Regions from separate parts of the Anser cygnoides genome. Here region 2 is linked to region 1. Evidence: chromatin contacts called from public Hi-C data. All regions are on one chromosome and are shown on one strand. The core of a region is the stretch at or near the end of the contact, and the rest is flanking DNA. Distances in the headings are between cores, read along the strand shown. Region 1 overlaps LOC136791595 (a long non-coding RNA gene). Region 2 holds the start of TXNRD3 (thioredoxin reductase 3).

Region 1 (3,616 bases), core at 93-2,592:
AGTAAATCACTACCTTGGTGAGGGCAGAGGACAATTATTCCCTTGTCTGCTAACAAGTACCATGTTTGTTCTCACCTTTCTCCAGTGACTTCACTTCATTTTTCCTTAGCTAGGTTAACAACAACATTCACAGCTCCTGTCTCCAGGCCAAGCAATTGTTTTAAGGGCTCCAAAGTCGTTTGACTGCTGATGTTGACAGGAAGGCGAACATTTCTGAGCTGATCAGGGCTTTATTTTAAGACGTCTTGGTCCCTCTTACTTCCTCCCATCATACTGCCTAGAAAGACTGCCAATGGCTATGCTTACAAGACTCCCCATTTCAAGCTCATACTAGCATTTCACAGGAAGGCTCCCAGGAAGTTTTGAGTTTGTCCCAGATTAGAGAGACCCAATCTTTCACATTGCAACCAATTCTAACAGAGGCAGGATCACAGTCTCAACTTCTCCCTGCACACTCCTGCTAAGATCATAGTGCCTTCCGTTCTCTCAAAGTCAGCTGTTGAGATAAACCATATGAATAAAAAACCCAGTCCTGCCTGCAGTGTGCTGCGTGCTTGTATTCCAGATGAGTTCCTGTTACAATCCTGGTGGATGCCATTGTCTTACTCCAGATATTGATCTGGTGCAGCAAGAATAAGGCACGTAAACTTCTGGTCTGTATTAATGTGTACTGTAACTCTTGGCACCATATCAGCTGACATTGCTCTACACCATGTTTTAAATCAATTACCTGAAGTAATAATTGTTTGTTATCAGTATGGGGAATTTCGTAAACGAGACATACTTGATAAATCAATGCACAGATAAATCCAGACATCATAAAGTAATTTACATGAATTTACTAAAATGAGACTACTGGAATTATAATCTTTCAAATACACCAAACTAATATTACCATTTTTTGCAGCTTGCTATGTTAAATACATCTCTGTCCATTTTGATCTTTAGACCTTTGCTTCTGGTGAAATGATTAGGTATTATAATGAAACTAAGCTGTAAAAGCCAGATTTATCTTTCTTCCAGTTTTATCTTAATAGAGCCAGTGAAATCAAAATATGAATTATGCTGCTATATCAGCTGAACAGTTTACGTGATGTACCTCTGCTCCTGCATATTTGAAATTTATTTATTTTTCAACAATAGGCTTCACTCCCCCACTCACTTGTAAACAAGAGCTACTGGAGCAGCACTGAGCCCAGTTCTGCTTTCTCACCAGCTACATCTGTTTTCTTTTATGTGAATTCATTGCTGGTTTACATCATCAGAAACTGGGTCAGAAACAACCCTAGCAACTGCTCATTCGAGCTAGTGAAACATATGAAGAGTGGCTGCAATGACAGAGCAGTAATAATGCGTCTCACCTTTAGTCAATTAAATTTAGGCTACGCAGAACTGTAAGTGGAAAATTTTGGCAGAGTGACTGGCAAATCATGGCAGATCTAACAAAGCTAAAGTCATTTAAATTCATCTTCCCTGTGAACTTTAGTCCAAGGCTGTAAAAAACCCAACTGAATACCACAAAAACTCGAGCGAGGATCGCTGATACAGACACTTCCCGTTACCTCACGATGACTTGCAGAAAATCTGTCTTATCAATGTAAGGCATTCATCCTTTGTGTTGCAATCACAGCTCACCTCACGGGAAAACAACCAACGTAGTAATGTGCATTTGCTAAACTTGTGTACCAAAGACAGATATTAGAGGAGCCCAAACATGTTTTCATAAGCTACAGAAGAGGACAACTATTTCCACCGGAGGGGATAGGAGAATTTGGAATGTGCTTTTGGATATAGGAGTGCCCTTTGAGAACTATGGAATATATCTTCAAATGAAAACCATAAATTAAGCATAATTACTATTTCTGGCAGCTTGCATAAGAAAAATAGAGCATTTATCCTGTCACCTTGGCTCACAATCTCAGCGCAGTCTCAAGATTTCTGACTCGTGCTTTTGGCATGGCTGCACTGCTGCTATTATACACTTCCTTTTGATTTTCTCCACCACTATTTCTAAAAAGTACCTAATTTTCCTTCAACATTTTGTGGCTAAAATGTTTGCCTGTCCTTTGGCTGTTACTGTTTTTGACCACTTCCCCAGCAACCCCAGAGCAGCCACCCTGCAAAAAGCAGTCACCTCCCCTCCCTGCCCAAACACCAGCTCAACCACAATCACAGCCACATTTTTCTCGCCTCCTCCCATCTTCAGCAGCAAATCCAGATTTTATGTCTCTGCCCTATGAAAGACACAAGGTATCTTTCCTTACATTTGTCCATATGCTCTGCCCCACAATTCCTGCCATTTTGTCTACTCCCATCTCTCTGCAACCCCACCCCGCCTTGCCTTTTATTCAGCCAGGCCTACAAGCCAGATCCTTTCTGTAAAGGCCAGAAATGACTGCTGTGCAAAATCCATCTCGCTGATTACATATCCAACATAGATTTATCTGTTAATACAGAACGTTCCAGAGGGCAGGGGCTTTGCTTTTGTGCATTGCTCGGGATTTTGTCATTTAAAATGCTGCCGCTATCAGCAACGTTACAATGACAGTGGCAACACTACTTTGCTGTGATTAGGAGGGACACAGGACAGCAGGGAACTGGGTTTAAATTCTTATTGAGAAAGAAAACAAAAATGAAATAATTAGTCAAGTCTCTACTTACAGAGACCGACCAGGCTTCTAGAAACCCAAGTTCCAGTACAGATATATGTACAAAGGACATGGCATGTAAAGGATGGTTGAGTTTGGCAAATGACCTGAGAGACGTAAATGTGCCTGCATTGAAGCATGATAGTATTTTTTATTTTGGTTTCTTGAAAACATTTTTGAATATTACAGCTGAAAGGCAGCGACATATATTACTCAACATATATATGTAATATATATTACATATATTATTTTCTGCTTAGAAAAGTAAGTACAAAAATAAATACTAAGCAAGATATTAAAAGCTGACAACAATCCTTTTCCGAAACAGTTTGCTGCAGTATTTCTACTATGAAATCAGTCTGGCAGAGAGCACAAAAATAAATATAGAATGTAATTAATTAGTGAATACATTTCTGGGAGCAGGTTTTCACAAAATGGCATCTAAGGGAGAACAGACTCACCCTGACCCAGCCAAGTCTATGAACCAGCTCATCCCAGCAGACACTCAGTGGTGAACAGCATGGAGGAGAAAGGACATTGGAGCTGTACAAAGCAAAAGGAACTCCTGTGGTGGCCTTGCTCAGTGGGAGAGTTTACTCAGTTTTAACATATGAAATAAAAAATAAAACACAAAACCTGTATGCAGAAGACACCTGAAACTTTTTTTTTTTCAGAGCAATAATTTTTTTTTTTTCCTCAGAAGGCAGGCAAGCTATTCTGCAAATAGAAATAGGCTCAGTTTACTCAGATTGGAGAAAAACAGATTAATTTGACATTCCTGGTTTTAACACTACATTAGATGAAACAGCAAAACAGCCCAATGAACCACCACCACCGACAAAACCCACAAAACGACTTACACTGACTTTTTTTTTTCCATAGTGTCTGATAGAACTTCAGATGCATTAATTGGCATTTACCTCTTGGGGTTCCTACAAGCAGGTTCCATTCAGTATTTCTGGGGGAGC
Region 2 (3,553 bases), core at 171-2,670, 54 kb after region 1:
AAAGGACAGCACTGAAGCCATCAACAAACGAGTCTCCTCAAGAGAAGACAGCATTGATTGGTTTGTCCTGTCCTCTTATACACAGAAGTTTCCTTTCTTAAAGCATCAATTAAGTTGCAAGCGAGACAGAATATATTCACTCAGGTTTCCTATAGCAGGGCCCCAACACCTCCTCCCTCACAAGAGGGGCTGTAACTAAGCCTAGCTAAGCACAGGAGTGCAGCTTCTGAGAACCCTCCCGAGTTGTCAGCTCCACTGAAGCATATCAGAACTCAATCCCACAGCACCACTTCTGTTTTTTCCACCATGGCCACATAAAACATGGTGTTATTAGGTTTAAATAACATTCCATAGCACGCTGTTTGTAACCATCCAGGAACCACACTGCCTAGGAACACCCAGATCGGTGAGGGCTATGACTACAGCCTGCTGGTATCACTGAATTCTAATGAAGATCCTGCATTTCTTTAATGACTCTTGCTCACCAGTTACAGCTAACCTGTGTGATTCACACATAACAGGGCTAGGGAAGATCTCTGTTCCCTAGAATCACCACAACTCATCAGTAGTAACTTCTTTTGGCTAGAATTTGCTTCATGGCTAGAATTTTGAACTTCTGATTGAAGTTGCCTATAGTCAACCTCCTCCCTTAGATTTCAAAACCAGAAAGTTTAACTTTCTGTTATCTGAGGGTGCAGGTTCAGCCAAGTTGAACGCAAACGAGGCGCTCACACTTTTGGCAGGAAAGCAGCCCTGCCAGCGCCCTGACCTTGAAGCGGCTGGTCCCACAGCGGAGGAAGGCACAGGCTGTGTCGCACATCCCACGCACTCCGCTGCCCTTCGCTCACGTGGCAAAAGAAAAAACATCCAGAACCCCAGCTCAGAGCTCACCTCACCTCAACCCCCACAAAACGTGCTCCCACCTGGCGTTAAGGTGGGCACAGCACCCCAACAGCACAGCGCAAGCCCGGAGGGAGCCCTGACACGAAGCAGCATCCCCACAGCGACCGCGCTCAGCCCTCAGAAACCCGGGCCTGGGCCGCCGGGCCTGAAGGAGAGGCTGAGGGGCTCGGGGGCCGCCGCCTCACCTGGTTGCAGTAGGGGCAGTAGCTCTTGCTGAATACCATCACGCGGTGGGAGGCGATGAGGGTCCGCACGCGCAGCTTTAAGCCGTCCCAGTCCGGGAGCTGGGTCTGGCCCGGCGGTGGCGGCATGGCCGGGCTGTGCTGAGCCGTACCGTGCCGTACTGAGCCGTGCCGGGCTGTGCTGGGCTGTGCTGAGGCGCTGAGTTAAGGCGGTGAGGCGCTGAGGCGAGGCGCGGGCAGGGCAGGGCAGCGGCGCAGAAATGAAGCCGCCCGCGCGCGCCCCTCCTAGCCAGCAGCCGCCCCGCGCGCGCACCCAACACCCGCTCCGGCCCCCTCCCCTCACAGCCCTGCCCCTTCCGGAGCAGGGAAGGCGACGGGCCGGGCCGACCCACCCGCCTCCACGGGGGGGGGTAAAAAGATAATGAGGGCGTCCAGCGACGCAAGCCGTCCTGATGCAATCTAGAATTTTTTGTATCTAGAGAAGGAAGCGTTGCTGTTTATGTAGAGGTGGTGTAGAGAGAGATAAACGTGCATTTTGAAGCCTTGCCCCCCTGCCGAGAGCTGTGGAATGACCCAAGAGGAGGGTGACGAGAGGGCGCATGCGCAGAGGGGCTGTGCCCGGTGAGGGGCGGGGCTGTGCCCGCTGAGCCCTCCCTCGGCGGGAAGGGGGGGGCCGCCGGCATTTTGGGACGCCTCAGGGCTGCTTCAGGGCGCCTTGGGCATCACAGGGTCGTCGCGGCCTGAGGTGGAGGGGATCGCCTCGTGTCCCCGAGTGGAATACATAATTTTGTTTATTAATAAATAAAATGGATTCTGGCTTGAGGACAGGTCGGCTGAGGTAGCCAGAAGAAAATCCCTCAAGTAATGCTGGGTTAAAGGAAAGGGATGCTGAAGCGTTATCATGTGTCCTGCTTATCATTACATGCATCACTGATTAGGTTGATTATTCTCTTCCCAAGAAGCAGTAATTCTCAGGACTGTAGGATGGAGGGGACGCGGTGCTGACCTGAGCGGCACAAAGAGCCTGACTCAGGGCATAGAGCAGGAGGCACCCTGTCAGGTTATTCCCTTGCTCTGGTGGATTTTTGGCTGGGGAACGCTAGGCAGCGTGTCAAGGTTTCAAGAACCTGCTTATCTTCCTGCAGAGCATTCCCTTGTTCAGCAATTGCAGCAATAGCTTTCCGTGAACAGTCATAAGAGGTTACCCTGGTTTAACATCGGAGAACTTCCCTGATGTTACTAGAACAAACCCTGCAAGCTTCTGAGTGACAGGAATCGTTTTCAACTGGTGGGGAGATGAAAGCACAGAGACAAAAGTGATTTACTCAGTTCAGTGGGGAGTTTCTAACAAAGCCGGCAATAAAGTCCAGTGCTCCCTCCCACGCCTGCCACAGAGCAGCCTTACTGCTATTTAGTAATGCTAAAAATAATCACATATAAAAGTTGTACTGCCACCAGTGATGAAAATGGGCCTGGTGGAAGGCAACTGAGTCAACTTAATTCCTTTTTGATCACATATATCAGTGGTGTTCGCTGCCCAGTGAGCTTGAAAAATTGTATATTACATGTATTTTAATGTTGACAATGAAAGAGTTCTAGACTAAGTGTTTCCACGCTCCCCACAGAGAAAAATAAATCCAAGTTTTGCAGCCTCTTATTTCAGTACCAGCATGTAGGAAAGTGGATACAGTACTGCAGCTGCTGAATTTTGACATAACATGCAGGGTCCAGAACTATCCGCTGTCCTTGGTTCATAGTCCAACCAAAGCTTCTTTTTTTCCTTGTTTTGGCTAATTGTTCTCCCTCCTCAGACTCTTTCTGGTAGGTGAGAAAGATCGCTACGCTTTGTATTCTTCTAGTAATTATTATCACAAGCTCAAGATTTTGTGTCACCATCTGAAGGCTAGTGTGTTTTTGTCCTGAACTTGGGATCCACCAGCTTTAGAAAGGTCACAGAACAGAAAAAAAAAATAAAAATATTCAAAATACTTTTTTTGTTGTTGTTGTTGACTCTCAACAGTGGTGGATATGTGTCAGTTTCTGTGAGGAATGAATGTCCAAAGCAAATAATGTCACTTGAGTTTTTCCTTTCTGTGCTCTTTCTGCTGTTGGTTATTGTTATCAATGTTGACTTAGATCAGGAATGGGTAAGAGGGACAATGTCACCTTGGAACACAACTGGGTGGTGTGCCATGGTAAGACATTGAGGTAAAACACACAGGAGAGAGTCTAGAGTAGAGTAGAGTAGAGTAGAGTAGAGTAGAGTGGAACGGAACGGAACGGAACGGAACGGAACGGAATAGAATAGAATAGAATAGAATAGAATAGAATAGAATAGAATAGAATAGAATAGAATAGAATAGAATAGAATAGAATAGAATAGAATAGAATAGAATAGAATAGAATAGAAATATAATTTCCACAGCTCTTCCACAGCACTAGAGGGCTCTTGGCATCTTGGCATCTGA

Evidence for each region. A called contact is a pair of places that touch in the nucleus more often than the background predicts.
Region 2: a contact with region 1 is called in a Hi-C map of liver, with 1.7 times the contacts expected there. The contact joins the promoter of TXNRD3 here to the enhancer-like site in region 1. A contact is called at or near these places in 2 of 7 Hi-C or Micro-C datasets (both in liver).

The regions. Positions count from the first base shown.
Region 1 is chr10:13,144,604-13,148,219 of Taihu_goose_T2T_genome, forward strand. It overlaps LOC136791595 (a long non-coding RNA gene), which reads right to left. Exons shown (of 6, transcript XR_010833900.1): 2 at 3,569-3,616. Among named protein-coding and RNA genes, the nearest start is that of CHST13, 21 kb to the left of the region's middle. Within about 2 kb of position 1,343, at least 1 of the 3 cell types and tissues checked has open chromatin away from gene starts, as enhancers often do. A contact at or near this core is called in liver, where this site is marked.
Region 2 is chr10:13,198,757-13,202,309 of Taihu_goose_T2T_genome, forward strand. TXNRD3 (thioredoxin reductase 3) reads right to left here and starts at 1,421. Exons shown (of 16, transcript XM_013195356.3): 1 at 1,089-1,421. The coding sequence starts at 1,214.